Linked DNA regions of Hordeum vulgare: region 1 is linked to region 2. Evidence: chromatin contacts called from public Hi-C data. All regions are on one chromosome and are shown on one strand. The core of a region is the stretch at or near the end of the contact, and the rest is flanking DNA. Distances in the headings are between cores, read along the strand shown. Region 1 holds the start of LOC123449980 (CCR4-NOT transcription complex subunit 1-like). Region 2 holds the start of LOC123447521 (aspartic proteinase nepenthesin-1-like).

Evidence for each region. Hi-C and Micro-C count contacts between places; a contact is called where the count stands out from the background.
Region 1: a contact with region 2 is called in a Hi-C map of seedling, with 2.7 times the contacts expected there. The contact joins the promoter of LOC123449980 here to the promoter of LOC123447521 in region 2. A contact is called at or near these places in 4 of 6 Hi-C or Micro-C datasets (leaf and seedling).

Annotation. Positions count from the first base shown.
Region 1 is chr4H:603,667,760-603,674,280 of MorexV3_pseudomolecules_assembly, forward strand. LOC123449980 (CCR4-NOT transcription complex subunit 1-like) reads left to right here and starts at 4,262. Exons shown (of 51, transcript XM_045127367.1): 1 at 4,262-4,379; 2 at 5,279-5,582; 3 at 5,686-5,914; 4 at 6,011-6,350; 5 at 6,439-6,521. The coding sequence starts at 4,278.
Region 2 is chr4H:603,455,332-603,461,973 of MorexV3_pseudomolecules_assembly, forward strand. It overlaps LOC123447521 (aspartic proteinase nepenthesin-1-like), which reads right to left and starts at 1,821. Exons shown (of 1, transcript XM_045124128.1): 1 at 191-1,821. The coding sequence starts at 1,785. The coding sequence ends at 442.

The DNA of each region.
Region 1 (6,521 bases), core at 3,012-5,511, 210 kb after region 2:
AACGCTTCCACTTAGCGATCTTTGAAAGTATGAAGATGCTCTACAACCTCCCTTGTTGCTGTTTTCTCCATAGATAGATCCTTTCATGGCGTAGGATTTTCTTTAAATTACTACGATCCTCAACACGATCTTCAACGGTATGAAGATGCTCTCCCTCACTCGTTGCTAGCTTCTCCTAGATTGATCTTGGTGACACGTAGGAATTATTTTGAATTATTACTACGTTCCCAACAACTAGCTCCCTCGTGGGCTGGTGCGCACCACCAAAGGGGCCCAAGGCGCCTAGTGTTGGGGAACGTCGCATGGGAAACAAAAAAAAATTCCTACGCGCACGAAGACCTATCATGGTGATGTCCATCTACGAGAGGGGATTTCCGATCTACGTACCCTTGTAGATCGCACAGCAGAAGCGTTAAGAAACGCGGTTGATGTAGTGGAACGTCCTCACGTCCCTCGATCCGCCCCGTGAACCGTCCCATGAACCGTCCCGCGATCCGTCCCGCGAACCGTCCCATGAACCGTCCCGCGATCCGTCCCGCGATCCGTCCCAATCTAGTGCCAAACGGACGGCACCTCCGCGTTCAGCACACGTACAGCTCGACGATGATCTCGGCCTTCTTGATCCAGCAAGAGAGACAGAGAGGTAGATGAGTTCTCCGGTAGCGTGACGGCGCTCCGGAGGTTGGTGGTGATCTAATCTCAGCAGGGCTCCGCCCGAGCTCCGTAGAAACGCGAACTAGAGGTAAAACCGTGGAGGTATGTGGTCGGGCTGCCGTGGCAAAAGTTGTCTCAAATCAGCCCTAATAGCTCCATTTATATAGGAGGAGGTGAGGGGAGGATTGCCTTGAGGCTCAAGGAGCCCCAAGGGCTGCGCCACCAAGGGAGGATGAGTCCTTCTCCAATACTAGTCCAACTAGGATTGGAAGGTGGAGTCCTTCTCTCCTTTCCCACCTCCTTTTTTTTCTTTTCTCTTTGATTTTCTATCTATGGCGCATAGGGCCTTCTTGGGCTGTCCCACCAGCCCACCAAGGGCTGGTGCGCCACCCCCAAGGCCTATGGGCTTCCCCGGGGTGGGCTGCCCCCCTGGTGAACACTCGGAACCCATTCGTCATTCTCGGTACATTCCCGGTAACTCCAAAAACCTTCCGGTAATCAAATGAGGTCATACTATATATCAATCTTCGTTTCCGGACCATTCCGGAAACCCTCGTGGCGTCCGGGACTCCGAACAACATTCGGTAACCAACCATATAACTCAAATACGCATAAAACAACGTCGAACCTTAAGTGTGCAGACCCTGCGGGCTCGAGAACTATGTAGACATGACCCGAGTGACTCCTCGGTCAATATCCAATAGCAGGACCTGGATGCCCATATTGGATCCTACATATTCTACGAAGATCTTATCGTTTGAACCTCAGTGCCAAGGATTCATATAATCCCGTATGTCATTCCCTTTGTCCTCCGGTATGTTACTTGCCCGAGATTCGATCGTCAGTATCCGCATACCTATTTCAATCTCGTTTACCGGCAAGTCTCTTTACTCGTTCCGTAATACAAGATCCCGCAACTTACACTAAGTCATATTGCTTGCAAGGCTTGTGTGTGATGTTGTATTACCGAGTGGGCCCCGAGATACCTCTCCGTCACACGGAGTGACAAATCCCAGTCTCGATCCATACTAACTCAACGAACACCTTCGGAGATACCTGTAGAGCATCTTTATAGTCACCCAGTTACGTTGCGACGTTTGATACACACAAAGCATTCCTCCGGTGTCAGTGAGTTATATGATCTCATGGTCATAGGAACAAATACTTGACACACAGAAAACAGTAGCAACAAAATGACACGATCAACATGCTACGTCTATTAGTTTGGGTCTAGTCCATCACATGATTCTCCTAATGATGTGATCCCGTTATCAAGTGACAACACTTGCCTATGGTCAGGAAACCTTGACCATCTTTGATCAACGAGCTAGTCAACTAGAGGCTTACTAGGGACAGTGTTTTGTCTATGTATCCACACATGCACTGTGTTTCCAATCAATACAATTATAGCATGGATAATAAACGATTATCATGAACAAAGAAATATAATAATAACTAATTTATTATTGCCTCTAGGGCATATTTCCAACACCCAGGCTGAAACCCTAGGGCGTGGGGTTGCCTCCCACCAGTGTGGGAGGCAAGCCACCTCCTTGGCCGCCGCTGCCCCCTCCTAGGGTTTCCTAGGGTGACCGACCCCCTCTGCCTTCCTCCTATAAATAGAGGAGGGGTTTGAGGGCTGCGCACACACTTGAACCCTCCCCTCTTGGCGCGTCCCTACCCCTCCACTTCTCCTCCTCCGCGGCGCTTGGCGAAGCCCTGTCGGAGAACTACAAGCTCCATCGCCACCACGCGCGTCGTGCTACCGAAGCTCTCCCTCAACTTCTCCTCCCCCTTGCTGGATCAAGAAGGAGACATCCCCGGGATGTACGTGTGTTGAACACGGAGGCACCGTTCGTTCGGTGCTTGGATCGGATCTTTCGCGATTTGAATCGTCGCGAGTACGACTCCATCAACCGCGTTCATTGTAACGCTTCCGCTTAGCGATCTTCAACGGTATGAAGATGCTCTCCCTCTCTCATTGCTAACATCTCCTAGATTGATCTTGGTGACACGTAGGAAAATTTTGAATTATTACTACGTTACCCAACACCCGGCTCGGGCCCCTCTCCTGTCAGACGGCGCTGTCGGCCGGATATGGATGGGGAGAAGAGCTCCGTTGCTCCTATACAGAATAGTAGTTTGGCCATTTTTAGGACTGGTGTTATGCCGAAGGGGATCTTGCGTGTGGTGCACGCGAGATGCATCCAATGGCTGGTGGCAGTGATGCTAGGATTCGCGGTGCTCCGGTGGTTGGAGCCAGAGGCGAAAGGAGTTCTTGCCGGCGTTCCTCCCCCCAATAAGCTCGCTGGATCCTCAGATCCGGTGCTTGGTCTCATCCTTCCTTGCTTCTCTTTGAGCCACCATGAAGGTGGACAGGAAAAGGAGGGAGGGATGGGGCTAAGCCACCGATTCATCTATGTGAGTTTTTGGAGCCCAATCTTTGCAGCATCTGGCAGGGGGATTTGGTGCAGATCTGAGCCCCCTGAGGATTTCATCCTTGTGCTGCTGTATCTTATGGTCGAAGTAAAACCACACGGAGTTCCGACGATGAAGACCGGCTCCATGATTTCCTCCCGACCATTGAGCCAAAAGGGAGGCATCTTTTCCGGTGCTTCGTCGTGGTACTTTCTTTGTTTCCCTCCGGTGCTTTGCTGGCGGTGCTGTAGCCATTCCTCTGCCCCGAGTGGTCTCATTCCTGGCGTCGCTGGGATCGAGCCAGGTTCGAAGCCGGCGACAAGGACTCGATGGCGTCTCAGTTTTGTCTTCTGGGGTCCTTTCTACAAAATGTCCGGACTATGTTGTAACTTTCCTTTTCTGTTGGGTCCTCATGTAAAATGTTGCATGATTATCTAATATAAGTCTGGGTCATTCGGGACCCTTGTTATGTTAAAAAAAACTAGCTGAAGGAAGCAAAGTTCGACGGAAAAGCTTAGTTGAAAGAAACGACATATGAAGAGAGATAAACGACAATAGTGCACGTGATATGCGGGAGCAATATCAATTAAGAAACCAACCGAACGACTCTCGTGCGGGTCTATTAACAACCAACCCAACAAATCTTGATGGATGACTAACAACTACTAGATCAGACAAATCACATGCACCCGATCAAGCGTGATAGGAAACAAAGTATCTGTAGTGTGATGCCCAGCGCTGCCCTTACATAAAACCCTACCCATTTGGAAGTTTGTACTCAAAAGACAAACACACCAAACTCTTTTCATACACAATGAATGCACACACAAACACAAGCCAAAGAAGGCCCTCGAACCCATCTATGCATGCATATCTGTAGAGGAAGCTAAAATCGGTTGGGCAGCAGCGGCCGTCGATCCCCCGACGGACGGCCAGGGACAGATGCATCGACGCAAACCCGGCGTGGCGGCCTCGACCGACCGATGGATCGATGGATCGATCGGGATAGACCGACCGACTATAATAATAAACAACACGAGGGCCCTCCGCCATCTGCGTAAGACGCGAACGCTGCCCTCGCCTTGGCTCGCCCTCGGAGACCCAACAGCGAAGGCCATCAGCCGACCCCCGCCCCCGCCCCCGCCCCGCCCCCGCCCCCGCCCAGCCCCGCCCCACCGCCCGCCGCGGCGCTGCCCGCCGGCGAGATGGTGCCGCTCAACCACCCCGGCGTCGCCGCCGAGGTGCGGCTGGTGCTGCAGGGCGCCACCGACGCCGACCGCGACTCCGTCAGCCGCGAGCTCTGCCAGGTGAAAACCCTAGACCCGCCCCCCGCCGCCTCCCCACCGCCCGTCGCCCAGTCCGTCGCGTCGGATTAAGCCCCTCGCCCGCCCGGATCTAACCCGCCGCGGTTCGTATCAGCTAATCTTATTACTCGCCACAGCGGCGGTGCGTCCGCAGGATCGTTATACTGCATTCTGGGGTTGGGTGACCTAGATTCCGAATCGGTGATGCGTAGCTGTGTACCGCGTCATGTGGGCCAGGAATAGGTCGATTGTCTACTTCATCTATGTATATGCAGGGGCATGGCCTGCCTCCAGGCCAGAGCGTGCCAGGGCATGTTTGCCCGAGCTTACAGTTCCCGGCAATCCGTAAGCACGGAAGCGGTCCAGTAGTCCGCCTTGTACACGGCGTGCTGCTGATTCTGAGAGGCCGTTTCGCGGAATCCTGACCGTATCAGTAACGCTGCGCGCCACAAGACGACAACATACCTTTTCCACTCTACTTAATTACAAAGTAATTAAAATGGACTGGGAATTCATTACCCACGCTTGGATGCTCCGTCCTAATCGAGCTAGTCGAACCCGTCATGTGTATGCTTGCTGCGCAAATTGCAGGGCCCATATGTCCATTCAACGTATGTAGAAGGATTTGGTGATTGGGAATGACATTTGGCGATGCAGCACGTGGGCTGAGAGTGGAGACATGCCGATACCGTCTCGTGGGAATGTTCTCAATTGCAGACTAGGCGCGGTCTTGTTGGCGGGTGGTATCGGCATGCCCACAAGCAACTCGCAACCTTTGTGCACAACCCGGCAATTTATGAGAGAAATTTATTGCTTCAACCATTTCCGCATACAAGCAAAGTACCAATTAAATCTGAGTTCGGTACAGGTTTTCTGATATGTTTATCTTTCCACCTTTTCAGTTAGTTGATTATGGTCATGATGGATGTCTTTTGATGCTCCAAGTCTGTTTGGATGAAGTGCTGTTGAATGACAGGGAGGCCAAAAACTTGCAGTTGAAGCATGATCTTTTATCCTCCACTTTCAGATATTGTCTGGATAAAACTTACTTCAGCACTTGTTTCTGTGAGGCACTGATGCAGATAAAAACTGCTACAGATGGCCTCCTTGAGACTCTGTCGAGTGTACTGGAACTCTCAGCAGCCGAGAAAGTCGGTATCGGTCTTGCACTGTCAGATTCTGATAATTCAGGCATGAAGCTGAAAGGTAAACACTAGGTGGTGAAGTTAAACTCTGTGTTGAGTGTGTCAGGGTTGCCTCTTCTATTTTCAGTTGTTCGTTGACATCTACATTATTTTCATCATTCCAGGGCAACAATTTGCAATTGCTCAAATTGAGGAGTTGTGTTTGAATCCTAATCAATCGATACCAAACGACCAAATTCATGAAATTGTCGTCTTCCTTCACCAGACCGATGGCCTGACAAAGCATATGGATACTTTTAGTAACATTGCTTCTCTTCTAGAAGTTGGACAGAGTCCTTTTTTTGCTCCCATCCCCAAGGAGCAGTATGATGCTCAGTCAATAAATCCTTCAAGGTGTTTAATCTTTCACTAACCAAAATCTTTATGTTTTGGTTCACCCCATGTCCAATTGCTTACTTGTATTACCCCCTTATTTTCTGCGTCGTGCAGACATTTGGAGATGTACTTAGATAACACAAATGATGACTTCGAGTCACTTCTTTCTGAAATTGGGAAAGAAATAAGTATGGCGGATATCGTAATTGAGTTGGGTTATGGATGCACTGTTGACAGCACACAGTGTAAGGAAATACTATCCACTTTTCAGCCTCTTGATGATGTGGCAATATCTAAGTTGCTCGGGGCAGTTATTGGCACTCAAAATAGTCTCGGAGAGGCCCATAACACTTATGCAACCTTTGTATCTGCTATTCGGAATACCCACTTGAGTGAGTCACCTCAGTTAACTACATGGAACACGGATGTTCTTGTGGATTCAATCAACGAATTGGTGAGGGCTTACTCATCGTCATGCTGTATTCTTGTTCTTCGCTTCACGCTTTTGCATTCTAATAACTTGGTCGTTCTTTCCCATGTAGGTCCCAAGTACTAATTGGGTGCATGTTATGGAAAACCTTGATCATGAGGGATTTAGTATTCCTGATGAAGCAGCTTTCTGTTT
Region 2 (6,642 bases), core at 571-3,070:
TGTCTTAGATACATCGAATAGCAAATGCTGAGAACTATATTTTGAATCGACCCTAACAAATAGCAAATGCTGAGAATTATATATGCAACGACTTGTAGATCCACGTACTGCTGCGAGTCGATCAAACTGTTTTATTAAGTACACCGTAGCCGGACCGACAGTTAATTATGTATACGACATGTAGCACATACGTGTAAGACATTTCTTACTTGGAGCAAGTTCGTACTATTTCCTTCATCCGAAAATATTCGACAGAGAAATAGATGTATCTAAACATATTTTAGTTCTAGATACATTCATGTTTATTTATTTTTTTGACAAGTATTTCTTAACGGAAGGAGCACGAACGAACAAGGGTAACATAGTCACTGGTCCGATGGATGTTGTCGGTAGTTCGTTTTCACCTGAAACGAGTGTGTGGTCGACTCGTCGTTATTTACATCACATCTTGTCACACTGCGCGGGCTCGATGACCAGCTTGTTGCCGGCCAAATCATGGACAATGTGCATGTTCTGCTGCTGGAAGTTGCCTATCATTGTCCGATCATCGTCACCCGCCAAAACTACGACGCACAGCTGGTCCGAGTCGGGGTACTCCGCCATGTAGTTCTCTCGCGGAAGCTCCCAGTCCGCGCCCTCCAAATGCAACGTCATCTTGGGCACCGGCACCTTGCTCGCGTCCGGCACCGACTCCGTGGAGAAGCACTGCAGGGTGGGCTCGCCGGTGTCGTTGTAGGAGGTATGGGGCAGCGGCACCTGCGCCACGAACGCCTCCCAGAGGCTCCGAAACACGGCCCGCGGGAAGGCGGTGATGGCCGTGCCTGAGTCGATGATCGTCCCGCCGGAGCCGTCCGCCTTGACCACGAACGCCGACTCCGGGACAGCTAGCCGCGTCTTGCCGACCGTGATGCCTTTCAGAGAAAGATAGTAGTATTCGGGGTGGTTGGGTAGGAACGGAGTGGATAGAATCGGCCCCGTGGCGTGCGCTCTCAGGCCGTCCGCCGGAGCGCCGCCTAGGAACACGGGGGTGCTCTTTGACTCGAATATGGTGGTGAAGCAGTAGGAGAAGCTGCTGACCCCGAGCTGCCTAGGCAGCGACAATGGGCCGCGGCCAAAGCCGGCGATGCCTGTCTCGTTGGAATGGAAGTTGCCGGTGTTGTACTGGCCACATCCAAAGACAAGATCCGGCACGGTCACCTTGCCGCCGCCCTTGCCGTCGAAGGTGAAGGAGTCTTTGGCGAGCTGGCCAATTGTGACCGAGTTGTCGCCGTAGTTGACTTGGTACGTGCACCCGCCGAGGAAGCACGCGTGTGGGCGCAGGGCTCGGCAGATAGGGTCCGTGCACAGGACGCCGTGGACGGTGTCGGAGGCGGAGGTGTCGAACCTCGGGAGAGGCTGCGTGAAGCAGTCAAAGCACGGCCGGCACTGCGTCCAGACGACGTCGCTACCGGTGTCCACCTCCAGCGCCACCTGCTGCGGGCGTGGCGTGCCGATGCCAAAGTGGATGAGGTACTCGGTGTAGCCTACGACGTGGGAGCCACTCGCCACGGGCGCGGTCACCCTCACCGGGGTGCCGGACCTAGATGGGCATAGCTGCTTGGCAGCGCGTGCCCTCGACCGGAGGACCATCCGGCGGAGCAGCTCGTTTCTGGTGAAGCCACGGCCGCTGTCGATGTGGGTGAGGTCGGCGCGTAGTCCATGGTGATGGTTGGCCGAGCCGGAGCCCGAGGTGGCCGGCCATGCCAACAGGACCGTCATCAGGATAACGTACTGCTTCATCTTCATGCTAATTAGTAGTATTCTTATTACTCCAGTCAGTCAGTGTTCGTTTCGAGCTAGCAACCGTGGGCATGTTTATATAGCAGCCATTCTTGTGACAGCTAGCTGTGAGAAGGCGAGAGCATTTGGACAAAAAACAGCAGCTGACAAGGACGACCATCGACGTCCTCACCATTCATCATCCACATTCTTGCTACTGCGGCATATCGATGCTCAAAGCCTGAGAAAAAGCAGCAGGAAATATGTTTTGTGCCCTTGACATTTCTTTTTATTCATCATTGCATCTGTCATTGCATCATTGTCTTTGCCTTTCTGTCTTTGCTGGAGAAAACAAAATTACTCCCTCCATTCCACGATGTAGCACGCTGGCGTTTTTCATGATATATGTATTTAACAAACGAGACCGATTGCGACGAAACCAAAAATTAGATCGCTGAATTCGTATTTTTGATATGAATTCAATGTATAAGTTTAATCAAACTCATGATCAAACTTAGATCATGAAAAACGAGGACATACTATATTGTGAAATGGAGGGAATATTTCTTAAGTTGTACTCACTCCGTAAACTAATATAAAAACGTTTAGATCACTATTTTAGTTATCTAAACACTTTTATACTTCCTCCATCCCAAAATAACTGTCTCAAGCTTAGTTCAATTTTATACTAGAGCTAGTACAAAGTTGAGACACTTATTTTAAGACGGAGGGAGTATTAGTTTATAGAGCGAGTACTAGTGATGTGAAAAGGCGAGTGCATTTGGGACACAGAATTATTCTGGTGACAGCTGTGAAAAGGTGAGTGCATTGGGAAAAAGCAGCAACAGCGTGACAAGGACAGGCATTGACGTCCTCACCGATCATCATCGACATTCTTGGTACTACGGTATATCAACCTTCAGATGCTTAAAGCCTAAAAAAGCAGCATGCAATATGTTTTGTGCCCTTGACATTTCCTTTTGTTCATCATTACACCTGTCATTCCACCATTGTCCTCGCCTTTCTGTCTTGAAAATTCAAGGGCTCGTCTGAAAATTGCATATAGTGATCTCTCTAAATTTTATTGGATAACAATATGCAATTTCTATATATGTTCCATTGAATGGTTAATTGAGGATTGCATAGGATAGCAATATCTTTCATTGGAATCATATAAAGATCAATTTCTCTTTAGTTGTAGTGAAACAATTTTCCTTGTTGCATATTTGCAAAACCGTGGGAGAATATATATTTGCAAAACCGTGGCTGCTGCGGGAGCGGGAGGGTCATCTAGCGGCGCATCAAGGACATAAGCCTATTTAGCTGCTTCAAGGATGAGCTTCAAGTTGCGAACCCAGTCCGCATAGTTGCTACCATCATCTTTCAGCTTGTTTTTCTCTAGGAATGCGTTGAAATTGAGGTTGACGTTGGACATCTACAATATTTATAAAGACAACTTTTAGACTAAGTTCATGACAATTAAGTTCATTTAATCAAATTAAGTATGAACTCCCACTTAAATCGACATCCCTCTAGTCATCTAAGTGATACATGATCCATGTTGACCAACCCGTGTCCGATCATCACGTGAGACGGACTAGTCACCATGGTGAGCAACTCCATGCTGATCGTATTCAACCATACGACTCATGTTCGACCTTTCGGTCTCTTGTATTCGAGGTCATGTCTGTACATGCTAAGCTCGTCGAGTCAACCTAGGTGTTTCGCGTGTGTAAATCTGGCTTACACCCGTTGTATGCGAACGTTAGAATCTATCACACCCGATCATCATGTGGTGCTTCAAGACAACGAACCTTCGCAACGGTGCACACTTAGGGGAATGCATTCTCGAAATTTTAAGAGGGATCATCTTATTATGCTACCGTCGTTCTAAGCAATAAGATGTAAAACATGATAAACATCACAATGCAATCATATAGTGACATGATATGGCCATTATCATCTTTGCTTTTTTGATCTCCATCTTCAGGCATCGCATGATCATCATCGCCACCGGCGTGACACCATGATCTCCATCATCGTGTCTTCGTGAAGTCGTCACGCCAACTACTACTATCACTACTACTATAGCTAACCGTTAGCAATGAAGTAAAAGTAGTAAGCACATGGCCTTGCATCTCATACAATAAATTAAGACAACTCCTATGGCTCCCGCCGGTTGTCATACTCATCGACATGCAAGTCGTGAAACCTATTACAATAACATGATAATCTCATACATCATACATGCAACATCACAACTTTGGCCATATCACATCACATGTCAAACCCTGCAAAAACAAGTTAGACGTCCTCTAATTGTTGTTGCAAGTTTTACGTGGCTGATTTAGGTTTCTAGCAAGAACGCCTTCTTACCTACGTGACAGCCACAACGATGATATGCCAAAGCTATTTACCCTTCATAAGGACCCTTTTCATCAAATCCAATCCGACTAGAGTAGGAGAGACAGACACCCGCTAGCCACCTTTATGCACGGTGTGCATGTCTGTCGGTGGAACCAGTCTCACGTAAGCGTACGTGTAAAGTCCGTCCGGGCCGCTTCATCCCACAATACCGCCGGAAAAGAATAAGACTGGTAGCGGCAAGCAAATTGACAAATCATCGCCCACAACTTTTGTGTTCTACTCGTGCATAGAATCTACGCATAGAAAACCTGGCTCGGATGCCACTGTTGGGTAACGTAGCATAAATTCAAAATTTTCCTACGCATATTCAGATCTTCCTATGGAGAGACCAGCAACGAGAGAGGGGTAAGAGCATCTTCATACCTTTGAAGATCGCTAAGAGGAAGCGTTGCTAGAACGCGGTTGATGGAGTCGTACTCGCAGCGATTCCGATCTAGTGCCAAACTACGGCACCTCCGCGTTCAACACACGTGCAGCCCAGTGACGTCTCCTGCACCTTGATCCAGCAAGGAGGAGGGAGAGTTTGGGGAAGAACTCCAGCAGCACGACGGCGTGGTGTCGATGGAGAGGCGAGGTCTCCCGGCAGGGCTTCGCCAAGCACCGGCAGAGAGGAGGAGAAAGAAGAGCAGGGCTGCGCCGAGGGAGAGGGAAAAGTCTGTCTCTCAATGGCCAAAAGTGCCCGATATATATAGGGGGAGGGGAGAGGGGGTGCCACCCCTAGGGTTCCCACCCTAGGGGGTGCGGCAGCCCCCCCAGATGGGAGGTGCGGCGGCTAGAGGGGGGAGGAGGGGGTGGCGCACCATCTGGTGGGCCTTAGGCCCACCTGGCTTAGGGTTTGCCCCCCTTTTCTCTCCCCTGCGCATTGGGCTGAGTGGGGAGGCGCACCAGCCCACCTAGGGGCTGGTTCCCACCCCCACTTGGCCCACCTTACCTTCCGGGGTCGTTGCCCCCTTCGGTGGTCCCCCGGGGCACCTCTGGTGGTCCCGGTACGTTACCGGTGATGCCCAAACACTCCCGGTATCCGAAACCATCCGTCCTATATATCAATCTTTACCTCAGGACCATTCCGGAGCTCCTCGTGACGTCCGGGATCTCATCCGGGACTCCGAACATCTTTCGGTAACCTCGTATAACTATTCCCTATAACCCTAGCGTCATCGAACCTTAAGTGTGTAGACCCTACGGGTTCGGGAGACATGCAGACATGACCGAGACACCTCTGTGGCCAATAACCATCAGCGGGGTCTGGATACCCATGGTGGCTCCCACTTGCGCCACGATGATCTCATCGGATGAACCACGATGTCAAGGATTCAATCAATCCCGTATACGATTCCCTTTGTCTGTCGGTATAGAACTTGCCCGAGATTCGATCGTCGGTATACCCATACCTTGTTCAATCTCGTTACCGGTAATTATCTTTACTCGTTCCGTAGCACGTCATCGTGTGACTAACTTCTTAGTCACATTGAGCTCATGATGATGTTCTACCGAGTGGGCCAGAATTACCTCTCCGTCACACGGAGTGACAAATTCCGATCTCGATTCGTACCAACCCAACAGACACTTTCGGAGGTACCAGTAGTGCACCTTTATAGTCACCCAGTTACGTTGTGACGTTTGATACACCCAAAGCACTCCTACGGTATCCGGGAGTTACACAATCTCATGGTCGAAGGAAAAGATACTTGACATTAGAAAAACTTTAGCATACGAACCATACGATCTAGTGCTATGCTTAGGATTGAGTCTTGTCCATCACATCATTCTCCCAATGATGTGATCCCGTTATCATTGACATCTAATGCCCATGATCAGGAAACCATGATCATCTATTGACTAACGAGCTAGCCAACTAGAGGCTTGCTAGGGACACATTATGATCTATCTATTCACACATGTATTACTGTTTCCTGTTAATACAATTATAGCATGAACAATAGACGATTATCATGAACAAGGAAATATGATAATAACCATTTTATTATTGCCTCTAGGGCATATTTCCAACAATACCAGCTGATTGCCACATTGATCTCCAATAGAAATATAGGCTTCGACATGACATGACTTCGATGGCTCATATGACCGCCGCCTTGATCGGCGAGGAGTATGTTGATATGAAGACCAAATTCCCAAGGTCTCAGCACAGGGAGAGGACCCCACTTGACCCTATCAACATTCAGTATGAAGCAAAAGATGCATACGTTTCATACGAGTTGTATCGCAAGATTCGAGTCATCAACTATGGCCAGCGTCACCTCACACCAGGTTTGGTACATTCTTATTCAGACGATTCAGACGAGTAGTGTTCACAACGGCGAACACTTGTATATATATCTATGCTAGCTATTATTATGTACTGTTTGGACGAGTATTATTATGTACTGCTTGGACCAATTTATATATGTCTAGTTTCTGTTTGTGCCATTATAGTTTCCAAATTTGAATGGTTTA